2 separate regions of the Sus scrofa genome follow, and region 2 is linked to region 1. The links are chromatin contacts, called in public HiChIP or PLAC-seq maps. All regions are on one chromosome and are shown on one strand. Each heading gives the region's core, a stretch centred on a gene start, on an enhancer-like site or on the middle of the called end of the contact. The rest is flanking DNA. Distances are from core to core; before and after follow the strand shown.

What was found. HiChIP or PLAC-seq counts read pairs in DNA pulled down with a chosen protein or histone mark.
Region 2: an H3K27ac HiChIP or PLAC-seq map of skeletal muscle shows a contact between it and region 1, with 4 times the contacts expected there. The contact joins the promoter of ARHGAP31 here to the enhancer-like site in region 1. A contact is called at or near these places in 1 of 5 promoter capture datasets (fetal skeletal muscle), 4 of 47 Hi-C or Micro-C datasets (blood, omental adipose tissue and skeletal muscle) and 2 of 2 datasets of contacts at active chromatin or transcription factors (alveolar macrophages and skeletal muscle).

What each region holds. Positions count from the first base shown.
Region 1 is chr13:140,856,036-140,862,993 of Sscrofa11.1, reverse strand. ARHGAP31 (rho GTPase-activating protein 31) reads left to right here. Exons shown (of 12, transcript XM_021070330.1): 8 at 1,883-2,007. Among named protein-coding and RNA genes, the nearest start is that of TMEM39A, 62 kb to the right of the region's middle. Within about 2 kb of position 5,438, at least 3 of the 83 cell types and tissues checked have an H3K27ac peak or open chromatin away from gene starts, as enhancers often do.
Region 2 is chr13:140,946,780-140,953,677 of Sscrofa11.1, reverse strand. ARHGAP31 (rho GTPase-activating protein 31) reads left to right here and starts at 5,174. Exons shown (of 12, transcript XM_021070330.1): 1 at 5,174-6,031. The coding sequence starts at 5,932.

The sequences.
Region 1 (6,958 bases), core at 4,189-6,688:
TTCTCCTTCTCACTCCCTCTGTTGTAACCCTGGTCTGCATACACCCCTCTTCCCCTCCTACCTCCCCATCCCAACCCACTGTGAAAAGGAGGCAGTGACTGAAGCAGGAGTCCTAAATTCTAGGCAGATAGTAGGTGGAAGGGCTGATCAGCAATCTTTTCACTGAAGAGTGTCATCCTGCTGTTTGGTCCGTGAAAGGGGGTGTGGAAACAGACCCCTTGTCAGAGTCTTCCCCATGGTGGCGTGGCTGGTTCCCTCTCAGGAGGGAGAAAGGGCACTGCCACATTGCACAGCTGTAGGGGGCACCTGCCACACTGCGTGCTCTGGGAAAGGCACCTGGAACTCACCTGGCGAAATACCCCTCCATTTCCTGGAGTGCAGGGATGGCGCTCTCTCAATACTGAGCCCCACTGCTCCTCCCCATAAATCCCTGGAGAACAAGACTTCCAGGGATCAGGGAGAAGAGTCCCTCGGAAGGACCATCAAGTGCATTTTCCCTGAGCTTTCATCTACATCCGGGGTGCACTATACCTCAAGGTATTCGATCTTATAAAATCCACCGAAGGCCAAGGGCTTGAAAACATCAGACCAGATCCTAAAGAAACCACTAAACACTGCAGATCTATCTCAGAGGAATCGTGAAAACATGCTGGGCTTGAGATCTGGATGTTCTGTGAGAACCCTGCATTTGTGGTACCTACAAGTTGCAGTTTCATCCCAAACTTTATGAAGTCTGATGGCTGGGTGAGCCAGAGCCAGACAAGGCCATTGTGGTGACCTCTGGTGGCACCAGGCCCTCTGGGCCCAATCTAGCACTCAACCCTGCCTCATCAGGGAAATGAGAGACAAAGCCAGAAAAACAGTGACTGCCCTCTGCCTTTCTCTGCAATGACCGCTGACCACACCCAGCAGCCTATAACTCTCCGAGGCCAGGCTTTCTTCCATGCAGCTTTCTTACCCACCCCCTTTTCAGTCCAAAAAGGCCTTCACCAGCCCTCTCCTCCCCTATGAGGTCCCAGCAGTGTGGCAGCAGTGCAGGGAGCATAACAGGACTGAGGTCTCTGGCTTTCACTGTTTGCTCCTGTAAGGGCTAGGTGTCTTTGAAAACCAGGGACTAAAGTACTTCCCAGAATTCCTACTGGAATTCCCAGAACTGTGGTAGTCTGTGATCTCTGAGTCTCCCACTGACCCCTGCCTCTGTTAGCCCTCACCCCGCCTGTAATAGAACATCTTTGCCCCTTTCTCTGGGGAATATGGTCCTTCATGCTGATTCACCAGTGGCATCCCCAGACAGGGTGAGCATCAGGCTCAACTTGGATTTTAGAAAGGAATTTCTTTCTTTTTGTTTTTGGCTTTTGTCTTTTCAGGGCCTCACCTGCGGCATATGGAGGTTCCCAGATTAGGGGTCGAATTGGAGCTACAGCTTCCAGCCTACACCACAGCCACAGCAATGCCAGATCTGAGCCACATCTGCAACCTACATCACAGCTCATGGCAATGCCAGATCCTTAACCCACTGAGCAGGGCCAGGGATCCAACACGCAACCTCATGGTCCCTAGTCGGATTCCTTTCCGCTGCGCCACCACAGGAACTCCTAGAGAGAAATTTCTTGCCATGTCAGAGCTGTTCATAACTAAGAACATGTTTGGAGTGTTCCTTCTCAATTTAAAAGTCCCATTGATGGTGTTCCCTTGTAGTGCAGAGGCCTTCACTGTTTACTGCTTGAGGTTGCTGCTGTGGCACAGGTTTGATCCCTGGCCCAGGAAACTTCCACATGTCAAAGACACAGACCAAAAAAACCAAAAAAACAAAAAACCAAAAAAACCAGTCCCATTGAGATGTCCAGTTACCAAATTAACCCCTATGGTTTGGCTCTTTTAGAAGAAAGCTCTCCAGTAAGTCAAAGAAATGGAAATCAATATTTAACCTGGGACGTTCTGGATCAGACTCCAAATCAAAGCTGAGCAGAAATGGGAGTGTATTTGTGAGAGGACAGAGGCTCTCAGGTAAGAATCAACAGCAGTTATGTTTATAAGATATATACATATGCACAACCTATTTTTTTTTGGCTGCACCTGTGGCATATGGAATCAGACTCAAGTTGTAGTTGCAACCTACGCCAGGATCCTGCTATACCATAAAGGAATTTCCCTATTATTTTTTTCAGTTCTGTTTCTTAAGTCTTTGGTTTGATTACATCAAACTCACTAACCCTGAAAGAGTAATTTATAAATTTACTAAAGAGTCTTTTTGGTTTTTTAAAAGAGTTTTTTTGTTTTTTGTTTTTTGTTTTTTTGTCTTTTTGTCTTCTTAGGGCCACACCCATGGCATATGGAGGTTCCCAGGCTAGGGGTTGAATTGGAGCTGCAGCTGCCAGCCTACACCACAGCCATAGCAACGTGGGGTCCAAGCCGCATCTGCAACCTACACCACAGCTCACAGCAATGCCGGATCCTTAACTCGCCATTGGGGTTCCTAGTCGGAAAATAATTTTAAATTTACAAAAATACACACAGAGAACCCATAAACCTTCACACAGTTCCCCAAAATGTTAACATATTGATAACTGTAATACAATGGTCAAAACCATAAAACGAATGTTGATATAATACTATTAAATAATTTACAGACCTTAATTATATTTGGCCAGTTGTTCTACTAATGTCCTTTGTCCGGCCTAGGATCCAATCCAGGAACCCGCATGGCATTTAGATGTCATGCCTCCTTAATCCTCCAACTTAGGACAGTTGCTCAGTCTTCCTGACCGTAACACTTTGGAAGCGTTTGGCCATTTATTTTGCAGACTCTACCTCAGTTTGGAGTTGTCTGATGTTTCCTCATGGTTAGATTCAGGTTATGAATTCTGTGCCTGACTCAGTGCATCGTGGTGGGGAGTGGGCAGGGCATGTGAGGTCACTGTTTTATCCTTGGTGTTGTTAACTTTGATCACTTGGTTAAAGTGTCATCTACAAGGTTGGTCCCTGTAAAGTTACTGTTTTTTCCTCTGCAATTAATAAGTTATCTTGTGGGAGATAGTTTCAGACTATGCAAATGCCCTTTTTTCCCCTGGTAGTTTCATCCATGAATTTGAATCTTATTCATTGAACTCTGCTGTGTGAAAGATCTGTTTCTTTCCCCCCAGGATCAAGGTCATGATTTTTAAACAGGGTTGCTGCCCTGTGGGAATGATATCTGAGTAGTAAATAGGAATTGATACAGGAGGGAACCACTATATAATAGGGAATATAACCAATCCTGCTGAATGTGGTGTCAGAAACAGAAGCCAAAAAAAATGTATCATAATGACTTTGAGGTTATAGATTGAAAGCATGATTTTTAAAAAATGAGGCAGGGAGTTCCCGTCATGGTGCAGTGGTTAACGAATCCGACTAGGAACCATGAGGTTGCGGGTTCGGTCCCTGCCCTTGCTCAGTGGGTTAACGATCTGGCGTTGCCGTGAGCTGTGGTGTAGGTTGCAGACGCGGCTTGGATCCCTCGTTGCTGTGGCTCTGGCATAGGCTGGTGGCTACAGCTCCGATTCGACCCCTAGCCTGGGAACCTCCATATGCCGCCGGAGCGGCCCAAGAAATAGCTAAAAAGACAAAAAAAAAAAAAAAAAAAAAAAAAAAAAATGAGGCAGTAGGGGAGTTCCTGTTGTGGCACAGCAGAAACGAATCTGACTAGTATCCATGAGGATGAGTGTTCAATCCCTGGCCTCACTCAGTGGGTTGGGGATCTAGCATTGCTGTGAGCTTCGGTATAGGGCACAGATATGGCTCAGATTCTGCATTGCTGTGGCTGTGACATAGGCTGGTGGCTGTAGTTCCAATTCGACCCCTAGTCTAGGAATTTCCATATGCCATGGGTGAGGCCCTAAAAAAGAATGAGGCAGTAGTTATGAAGAGAAGTAGTAAAAGGTAAATGTACAAATGCAATGAGCAAATATTGACTGAATCCTAGTTTTTTAAAAAAAAAAAGGACTACAGAAGATAATTTGGGGACAAATAGATTGGATTTTGGATGATATATAAGAATAGTAAATTTTCATAATGTGCTGATGGTTCTTAGGAGACATATACTAAAGTTGAAGTATTTAAGGATGAATTGTCAAAGTACTAAAATTCTCTTTCAAATGATACAGCAAAACATAGGTACATAGGTAGAAATAGATAAAGTGAATCTTTGGCAAAATGTCAATCTAGGTGGTAGGTTTAGAGGTCTTCAACTTTTCTGAATATTTGACATTCTTAATAATAAAGATTTGGGGAAAAAAAGCTAATGCCTATAGGAGAAAATGAGATAATATTTTTAAAAGCCTTACTCAACCCCTATGACAATTGTATACCAAGGATCATAAAGCACAGATATTAGAAATCGTGTTTGCCTATTGGAATAATGAGGGATGTCACAGGGTATAGCAGTTACAGAAATTTGGGCTGTAAATAATAGCAAACCAAACTCAATTAGCTTATGCAATGAGGGAATTTATTGGAACAGCCAGATGTAGGGAGGCTTCAGGGGTGGTTTAATACAGTGGCTCTGTCTCCTTTTTCCTAAGTTTTCCCAAGCTATGCTGTTTTTGGTGAATCAGCTTTATCCCCAGCCTGGCTTCCTTTGCTGCAACAAAGTGGTTATAGTAGTTCTAGGCTTTGTCTTTGACTATCACTATGTCCAGAGGGAGAAAGAACATCATTTCTGGTAGTTTGCTCTTAAGGGCAGGGACCCTTCTTTCCCAGAAAGTCCCAGAAAGCCCCATTAAGTGTCTGTCCACCTCCCCCTGCTCCAGTATCAGCCTTTGAAGAGTCACATAGATCAATCACTATGGCCAAGGGAGTGCCTTGTGCTGATGGGCTTAGGCCTGGGTTCCTGAGCCAACCCTGCTGTGAGGAACGGGATTACAGTCAGATGCCCCCAGGAAGCACAAGGGCTCTGTGAGAAGGGGGAAGGGAAATGGATTCTGGGGGGGCATCTGTAATATTCATTATGTGGGGAAACATGTCTTTCACAAAATGGAAAGATAGCCCAGGTGAAGAGGGCAGGTCGCTATAGGTATGATAGATCAGATACAAATCAGAAATTAGGATCCTCCAAGGAGAATTTAAAAGGAGGAGTACCTGGCAAGAAACTCCTGTTCTAAGAATAGATTTGCTGAAGCACATCAGAGAGAACTGCAGTTACAGAATCGGTGGCACAAAGAGGTTCGCCAAGAAACGAAAAGTTGAAACAATAGAACAAAACAAGTGAGTAAAAATAGAATAAATGATTTGCTTTGATCTTGACTTAGGAAGATTTCCACCCCCAAGTAGTTTTCAAAAGGAAGAAGCCTAAGGTGCTGGGTCAAATGGTGGTAAACTCACAGAATGCACAGGATATCTGTGGCCAGACCTCTCAGCTCAGCGGCACCTCAGAATCACCCACAGTGTGGTTCACACCCACAGCAGCTCTGCCTCAGGAGTGCTCTGGTGAAGTCAGAGTATCAGTTTTAAAAGCTCCCCCAGGGAATTCTGATATGCAGCCTGGGTTAAAAACCACTGGTCTCATATCTCATGTACAAGCTAATCAGATCATCCAACTGGCTGAATTTTGATGGTACTCAGGGGTGATAAAGAACTATCAGTGTCAATATAAGTGGCTCTCTGTGGCCTTAATATTGCCTGAGTGGCCACTTTCACCAGAAGAGGGTTGCTGGAACCCTAGAAACTAAAGACTGAGGGGCAGAGGGAACCTTATGGCCATAATTCACCAGCATGGTCACTGTAAGTGGCACACGGGCTTGCTATTTGTTGAAACACGCATGTGAAAAAAGGAAGTCGGTGGGTTAATATATTTAAATAATTTTTTAAATCTTAAAAAAAAAAAAACCCTCCATAATGAAGAGCATTTAAAAGCCTGGAGTTCCCATTTTGGTTCAGTGGGTTAACAACTTGACACAGTGTCTGTAGGATGCAGGTTTCAATCCCTGGCCTCACTCAGTGGGTTAAGGATCCTGCCTTGCTGCAAGCTGTGGCATAGATAGCAGATGTGGCTTGGATCCAGTGTTGCTGTGGCTGTGGCATAGGCCTGCCAATGCAGCTCCAGCTCCGATTCAGCTCCTGGCCTTCCACATGCCACAGGTATGGCTGTAAACAGAAAAAAAAAAAAAAATTGATTCGCCATCAACAGTATTGGGGGGTTGGGGAGCAAGGGGGGAGGCAGCTGAAAGAAAAAAGGGGGAACTAAGAGTTCCAGTTGTGGCTCAGGTGAAGGGATATTTCATGTTTAGAAAATGGAACAGAAATAGAAATACTAAAGGTAAGAAAGACTTGGGTATTGACTAAATCGAGATCTGTAAACTTTGAAGTCTCCCAGAGACTCGTGTACTGGAATTTGTATGTTATCAAACAGAAAGATTCTAGGGAACCCTCCAAAGTGAACTCCTTTGAGCAGGGAAATAAAACCACAGAGATGATCTAAAAGAGTAACCTCGGAGTTCCTGTTGTGGCACAGCGGAAAGGAATCTCACTAGGAACCACAAGGTTGCCAGTTTGATCCCTGGCCTCGCTCAGTGGGTTGGGGATCTGGTGTTACCGTGAGCTGTGTGTAGGTCGCAGATGTGGCTCGGATCTGATGTTGCTGTGATTGGGGTGTAAGCCAACAGCTGTAGCTCCGACTCGACCCCTAGCCTGGGAACTTCCACATGCTGTGGGTGAGGGCCTAAAGACCAATAAATAAATAAGTAAATAAATAAGAGGAGCCTCAAGGACTCAGATAAAACTGGTGGATGCATTTCCATGAGGCCAAGATCTCAGACAGGAAAATATAACCTAAATACAGTTAGCCCTCCATCTCCACAAATGCAGAATCCATGGTTAGGGAAGGCCGGCTGTAGTACATACACCATTTTATATAAGGATCTTGAGCATCTGTGGATTTTGGTATCCGTGTAGGTCCTGGAACCAATCCCCCATGAGTACCAAG
Region 2 (6,898 bases), core at 3,925-6,424, 91 kb before region 1:
CGTGAACTTCCCTTAATTCCACTAAGGATGCTTATCCAGTCTCACTGGGACACTTAAAAGCAACAATTTGCATTATAACATACATCTGGGAACCGACAACCTAGGGAACTACAATAGTGGAGTTTGGGATACATAACGTTCTAGAAGCCTTTTTGCTCTAGCCATCCTCATCCTCTGCTAGCCTCAGACCCTCAGGGCACCAGTGGCTGGGCTCAGATGGGGCACAAGACCTCTCTCATGGAAGAGCCTCACCCAGTATATCGCCTTCTAGGGCTGCCATAACAAAATAACATAGAGCAGGTGACTTAAACAGCTGACCTTTATTTTCTCACAGTTCTGAAGGCTGAACATCTAAGATCAAAGCTTCTCCTGAGGGAGTTTCAGCTGTGGTGCAGCAGAAACGAATCTGACTAGTATCCATGAGGATTCGGGTTCAAGCCCTGGCCTTGCTCAATGGGTTAAGGATCCAGCGTTGCCGTGAGCTGTGGTGTAGGTCGTAGACGCGGCTCTGATCCTGTGTTGCTGTGGCTCTGGCGTAGGCCAGCAGCTGTCATTTCAATTAGAACCCTAGCCTGGGAATTTCCATATGCTGTGGGATCGGCCCTAAAAACAAGGCAAAAAAGAAGAAAAGTTTCTCCTGAGGCCTCTCTCCTTACCTTGCAGATGGCAGCACCTTCTCACTGTGTCCTCACATTGTGTTTTCTCTGTGGTACACATCCCTGTTGTCACTCTGTGTCCTAAATGCTTCTCACAAGGACACCAGTCAGATTGGATTAGGGCCAAATCTAATAGCCTCATATTAACCCTGTCTTTAAAAGTCTTATTTCCAAATACAGTCAAATTCTGAGGGATTGGGGATTGGGGCTTCAACATATGAATGTGGAGTCAGGGTGAGGGTGCGGGCACAATTTGGCCCATCACACCCAACGATCAGTGACAACAGTGGTGTCTTAAAATTGGAAAAGAAAAGAGGGAGAGGAAATGAACCTAGCAGAAGGAGGAGCTAATCCTCATACCCCAGAATGAAGAATTCAGAACATCTTAATCACAGTCCATGGACAAGGAATCATGTGTGAGAATTTAACTGGGCATGAGCAGAGGAGGGAGAACTCTAAAGTTGTTGATTTGGGAGTTCCCTTCGTGGCTCAGTGGTTAATGAACACAACTAGGATCCATGAGGATGTGGGTTTGATCCCTGGCTTCGCTCAGTGGGTTAAGGATCTGGCATTGCCATGAGCTGTGGTGTAGGTTGCAGATGTGGCTCAGATTTGGCATCGCTGTGCCTGTGGTGTAGGCAGGCAGCTGCAGCTCCAACTCACCCCTTAGCCTGGGGAGTTCCATATGCCCCGGGTGCAGCCCTAAAAAGCAAAATAAAAAATAAATGCTGATTTCTAATCTCTAGTCTTAGGGGCAAATTGGGTGGAAGAAAAGGCTAAATCATAGGTGACATTAAAATCTCCCAAGTCTGTTTATTTATAGCAGAGTAGATTGCTACCAGCCTTCATGACTAAAGGAAGCAGATGGCCCACGTTGACAAGCATCAGTCTTCACCAACTGAAGATAAATCACAGGCAAGGACAGAACCCTTCTGTAGGAGCTCCATGGGAGTGAAGTTCTTTTTGTACCATCATAATCTGCTAAAGACATAATTTATGTTATCACCAAATAGCTTAATTAGTCCTTCTGTTGACATTCCTACACCATCTCCATGTAACCTGCTTCCTGGGCAATCCTCAGCCCAACGGAAAAACCTATTGGAACCCAAACCTGACTTCCTGCCAGAGACCCAGGAAAAGGTATACATTTTAGAGTAAGCAATGAGAAAAAGAAAAATGGGAAGATAAAGAAAAATAGAAAGAGCATATATATGAGTTCTTTTGTGGTACAGCAGGTCAAGGATCCGGTGGTGTCACTGCTCCAGTTGCTGGTGTGGCGTGGGTTCAATCCTTGGAACGTCCACATGCTGCAGGTGCGGCCAAAAAAAAACCAGAAACAAACCAAAAAATCAAAAAACCAAGATGGTGTCTAGAATAAGATTTAAATTCAGCACCTATCACAGGGTTTACTCAGCGATGCGAGGGGGCAGGGAGCATTTGGGGAGAGACTCACTTTCTAGCTCCCTGGGTCAGGCTATTCCCATAGGGCTTCGTTATCTAGCTTGATAAACTGTGAGTTCTTCCCACGATGAGGAGATCATTGAGAACTATCAAGCAGAGACAAAGAACCACAACATACACATTTCAAATAAGGTGTGTTCAATCAGCCCAGGCATAATGGTCACCTTGTCCACTGTTCAGTATTACCTTGCCCCTGAACCCTAAACAACTTGAATCCAGCTTATCATGAAGCAGGAGTGGAAAGGTCTCGGGCTGTTCCAGAATAAAAATTCTATGATTGTGGAGTCCCTTTGGGGAATTCTTGGTAAAGCATAGAAGAATCTTCAGGCTGAGTCACTCACTAGCTTTATAGTTCATCTGGGCAGTCCTGTTTTGTGACAGCCTACACTTGCTGGGTTTGATGGTGATTAAGGGGATCTGGTTCATAGCTAAGGTTATAATGTGAAGTGTGTTGAGAAATAGTTGTGAGTTACTGTTTTTTAGCTGGTCAACTTGTGAGAAATACCATATTTAATAAAATGTTATATAATTAAAAAATAGTATTTGAATAAAGTCTGATGATTAGTTAGTATTATTGTATTAATATAAATGTCCTACTTTCGATAATTGTACTCTGGTTATATAAGACATTAATACTTGGGAAAGCTGGTTGAAGGGTATATGGGAATTCTGATTATTTTCCTGCAAATTTTTTTTTCTTCTTTTAAATTTTTTTATTTTTCTGGTAAAATTTTTATAAGCTGAAATTATTTCAACATAAATAGTTAAAAGAATGTTTTTTAAACCTTTAGAAAGGTAATTCACAGTGCTTGACAACTTATCCATAATTTGTGCCTGGGGGCCTGGACCCAGGAAAAGAGCAACCCTTCAGCCTCTCTCCTTTGCTGCCAAAATGATGAAATCCATTGTAGGTCAGATGAAATAATGAATACGAAAGTCTTTGCTACAGTAAACTCCTAAGCAAGAGTTAATAGTAATAATTATAATCTCATATGGAGATGCTTCTCTATAAATAAAGGACGGAACAAGCCATTATATGAAATACCCTACCAAATGGTCCCCAAGTAGCTTTTAAGATGCTTAGAAACTGCTGTCCTGGCAGTAGGAAACAGGGAGTCATTGACAGGATTTTGAGCAAAGCAGGCACATAACAACAGCGATACTTTAGGAAGATTCAACAGGCCTTTAGGGCATAGGATGAAGTGGGAAAAGACTGGACTTACCAAACCCCACTAGGAGTTATTCTAATAATTCAGGAGTGAATGGTCCTCACTGAATGGGCCTGGAAGGAAGAAGCCCAGCAGAGAGGCATTTTGAAGGACTCATCCGTCTGGCCAGGCAGAACTAGGCTGGGGGTGGGGGCGGAAAGAGAGAAATGAGTCAGTGGTTACTTGAAGATGTCTCGCCAAGATGACTAGGGCAATGCTGGTGTCACTAAGAGACAGATGGCAAATAGAAGGAAGGAGAGACCATACACAGCTTGGGCCGAAAACTCCAGTGGCTCCAAAGGCCAGGCAGGGAAGGAGGGAAGGAGGGAAAACAGGAAGTGGAGCTGCAAAACTGGAGGACTCATCTCTCTAAAGAGGGTGGTACCTCCATGGAGCTTCTACAACTCAGCATCAGAGGCCCTTGACACGTGGAAATGCACTTTCGGTGTCACCACATCGTCTATTTTTGTAAGAGAAGCTAGAAATCCAGATCTTTTAAGTTAAAAATGTTAACTCTTTAATGTTGGCAGTTAATTTTAAAATTTTAAATATTTAATACTTAAATATTTAAGGAGTTCCCATCGTGGCTCAGTGGAAACAAATCTGACTAGGATCCATGAGGACATGAGGACACAAGTTTGATCCCTGGCCTCACTCTGTGGGGAGGGGATCCAGCATTGCCATGAGTGAGCTGTGATGTAGGTCACAGACACAGCTTGGATCTGGCATTGCTGTGGCTGTAGCATAGGCCAGAGACTACAGCTCTGATTTGACACCTAGACCCATAGCCTGGGAACCTCCATATGCCATGGGTGCGGCCCTAAAAAGGCAAAAATTTTTTTTTTAATATTTAAAATGGCAAACAAACCAAACACATCTGTGAGCCAGATTCAGCAGGCAGGCTATCAATTGTGAGTACTCACAAAGAGAGAAGGTCAAGGGTCAAAGTTCATACACTGTCTTGGTGATACATAGGGAGATAAGAGACTGTGACAGGATTCAGTAACTAAAATACTATACTTAAAGCTTTTTCCAGCATTCTGAGCTCTATGACTGTCTCTACCCTTTAAGCCTATATATGGATTTGAATTTATACAGGAAGTTTAATCTAATCCTCAAATGGTGAAATCACCAGAATTTGAGTGCTTACTGTGTGCTGAGTACACAGAAGTCAAAGAATTTCAAATCTAACTGGAGAAAAAACATGCCCTCCTGAAAACTTGAGACAAATTATGAAATAACCTGAGAGACTGCTTTCTTCAGATTATGTTAGAATATCAGAGTCACCTTAAGTCCTGGTCCCCTCACTCCCACCCCCCGCATCACTTCCATTTAGCAAACTTTGTAGTAATGCCTCTGTGTGTGTGTGTGTGTGTGTGTGTGTGTGTGTGTGTGTGTGTGTGTGTAACTTGAATCTCTAATCAGAAATCTGATTTCCAGGGCAGTGGTTAAAAAGTGGCAGCCTCCATCCCTCCCTCAGCTTTGGAGGGGACTTAGCTGGGTTGGGGGTACTGGGGCGCGGGACAGTAGAATGGGAGTGGTTGGCGAAAACTGCTCCCCGTTAGGTTTCTCCGTTGGAATCCCTGTCTTTGTTTCTGTCATTACTCTTTAAGTGTTTGTGTAGGAGCAGACAGGCACCGAAATAGAAATTGTCAAAGAGATGATGACAATGAAGATAAAATACAAGGGAGGACTTTTTTTTTCAGTCCCACCTAGCCCCCTCCATCCAGAGTGCCAGCGCGCCTCCTCCCGCCGTCTTCAAAGAGCCGTCGATGGGGCAGGAAGCGGGTGGCTCGGGCTGTGGGTGCTCCTAGGAGAGCGGCGATTTCCTCCCGGGCGGGCCAGTTATCTCTAGAGTCGCCGAGCAGCTCTGCGAAGAGCGCGTTCTCTCCCCAACCCCGTACTCCTCAACCCACCCACCTACTTCCTCCGGCTCCATACACACATGAGCACAGAGCTGCCAAAAATTTCCACCCTCCGCCCCCCTCCCTAGCTAACTTCCTTCCAGCATTTCCTGAGCTGGATGATCCTAGGATTTGTAAGACAGGAAAAAAAGGAAGGCGTGAGGGCGGGCGAGAGAGACAGGATGCTTGTTTTTCGTTCTACCAAAGCCGTCTGAAGGCAAGACAGCGCGCGCCGGGCAGAGGACCCACGCAGTCCCCGGGCCGTCTCCGCGCCCGCCGCCGGCTTCCCCGCGCCCTCGGCCACTCCCGGGCTTCGAGAAGACGGACCGGAGAGCTCGCCCTCCCTCCAAAGAGGAGGAAGACAACCGAAGACACCGCGGGAACCTGTGAAAGTCCCTGGGACTCCAAGTGAGGAAGTGACACTCCCAGCGAGCCGGCCCGCCGCTGCCAGCTCCGCACGGCCTGCGGCACCGCGGCCCTGGAGGAGCGCGCGGTGGATTTCAGGCTCCGCGCCCGCGCCGGGCTCAGCGCCCCGCGGGCTCCATGCGCTCTGTCCCGGGCCCAAACTCTTCCCGACGCCCATGCGGCCCCACAGCGCCGCGCCGCAGCCACTGATCTAACCCCCACCCCGGAGACCACCGTCGGCGCGGTGCCAAGCAGAGGGGAGGGGGAGACGGAGGGCAACCTCTTTGGGACTAACTCATGAAGAACAAGGGTGCCAAGCAGAAGCTGAAACGAAAGGGAGCCGCCAGCGCCTTTGGCTGTGACCTCACGGAGTATCTGGAAAGCTCAGGACAGGATGGTAAAGTGCCTTCGCCTACCCCCCTCCCCCCTTCTTTTTGTTTGAGAGAAAGAGGGACTCTCCGAGGGTGTGTTACATTCAATTCACAAGTTAATGTATTCCAGGCTTGTGCGCTCCTTCTACTTTTTTTTCTTTTTGAAGAATATACACAATTCTTGAGGTGCATAGCGCTGCCACCCCGACGTGTAGAGGTTGTGTCAGTCCTTCCGTTTGTGTCACACAAGCCGTTAATGGGCGGTGCTGCTGCAAGTTTAAGCGGCTACCCCTGGGGGCCTGGGGTGGGGGCTGGAGAGATCCCGATCCCCAACTTTGGATGTGGGAGAGGAGGGGTGAGGACTGGACCTGTGGGATGGTGTTCACTGGGCTTCTCTGGGTACATAATTATGACCGCCTTAGGTGTCCCTCCCGGCTTCTCCAGTTTCATCAGCTCACATCTTTTTTTATTAATGTGCTGGAAGGCAGGGGGTGCGGTGGATCCTGGCTGGGGGAGTGGTTGCACAAACATTTTCTGAATTTCTGAACTGATGCCAAATATATAGTACCTCCCTCCCTCCCCTTCCCAACCCCTCAGACCCTTTACCTCCTCTTGGCTTTCAGATTAGCGTTTGGTGTGTCAGACAAGAAGAGTGTTGTAAAAAGGTCAGAGGGCCTTGCCTTGAAAATAGTTTAGGAGAGCGTTTCTTAAGGAGAGAGTCTCTGCTTTCAAGGTCAGATTGGAAAAAAAGCCGATCCTCCAGAGTAGAGACAATTTAAACATTTGTTAGGGGGAGGGCGAAAGAAAACAATCCAGAACACAATAACAGCATTTGAGGTTAGAAGTTTTTAATCATAGGAACGTTGGAGAAATTGAGCATTAAATGACTCCTT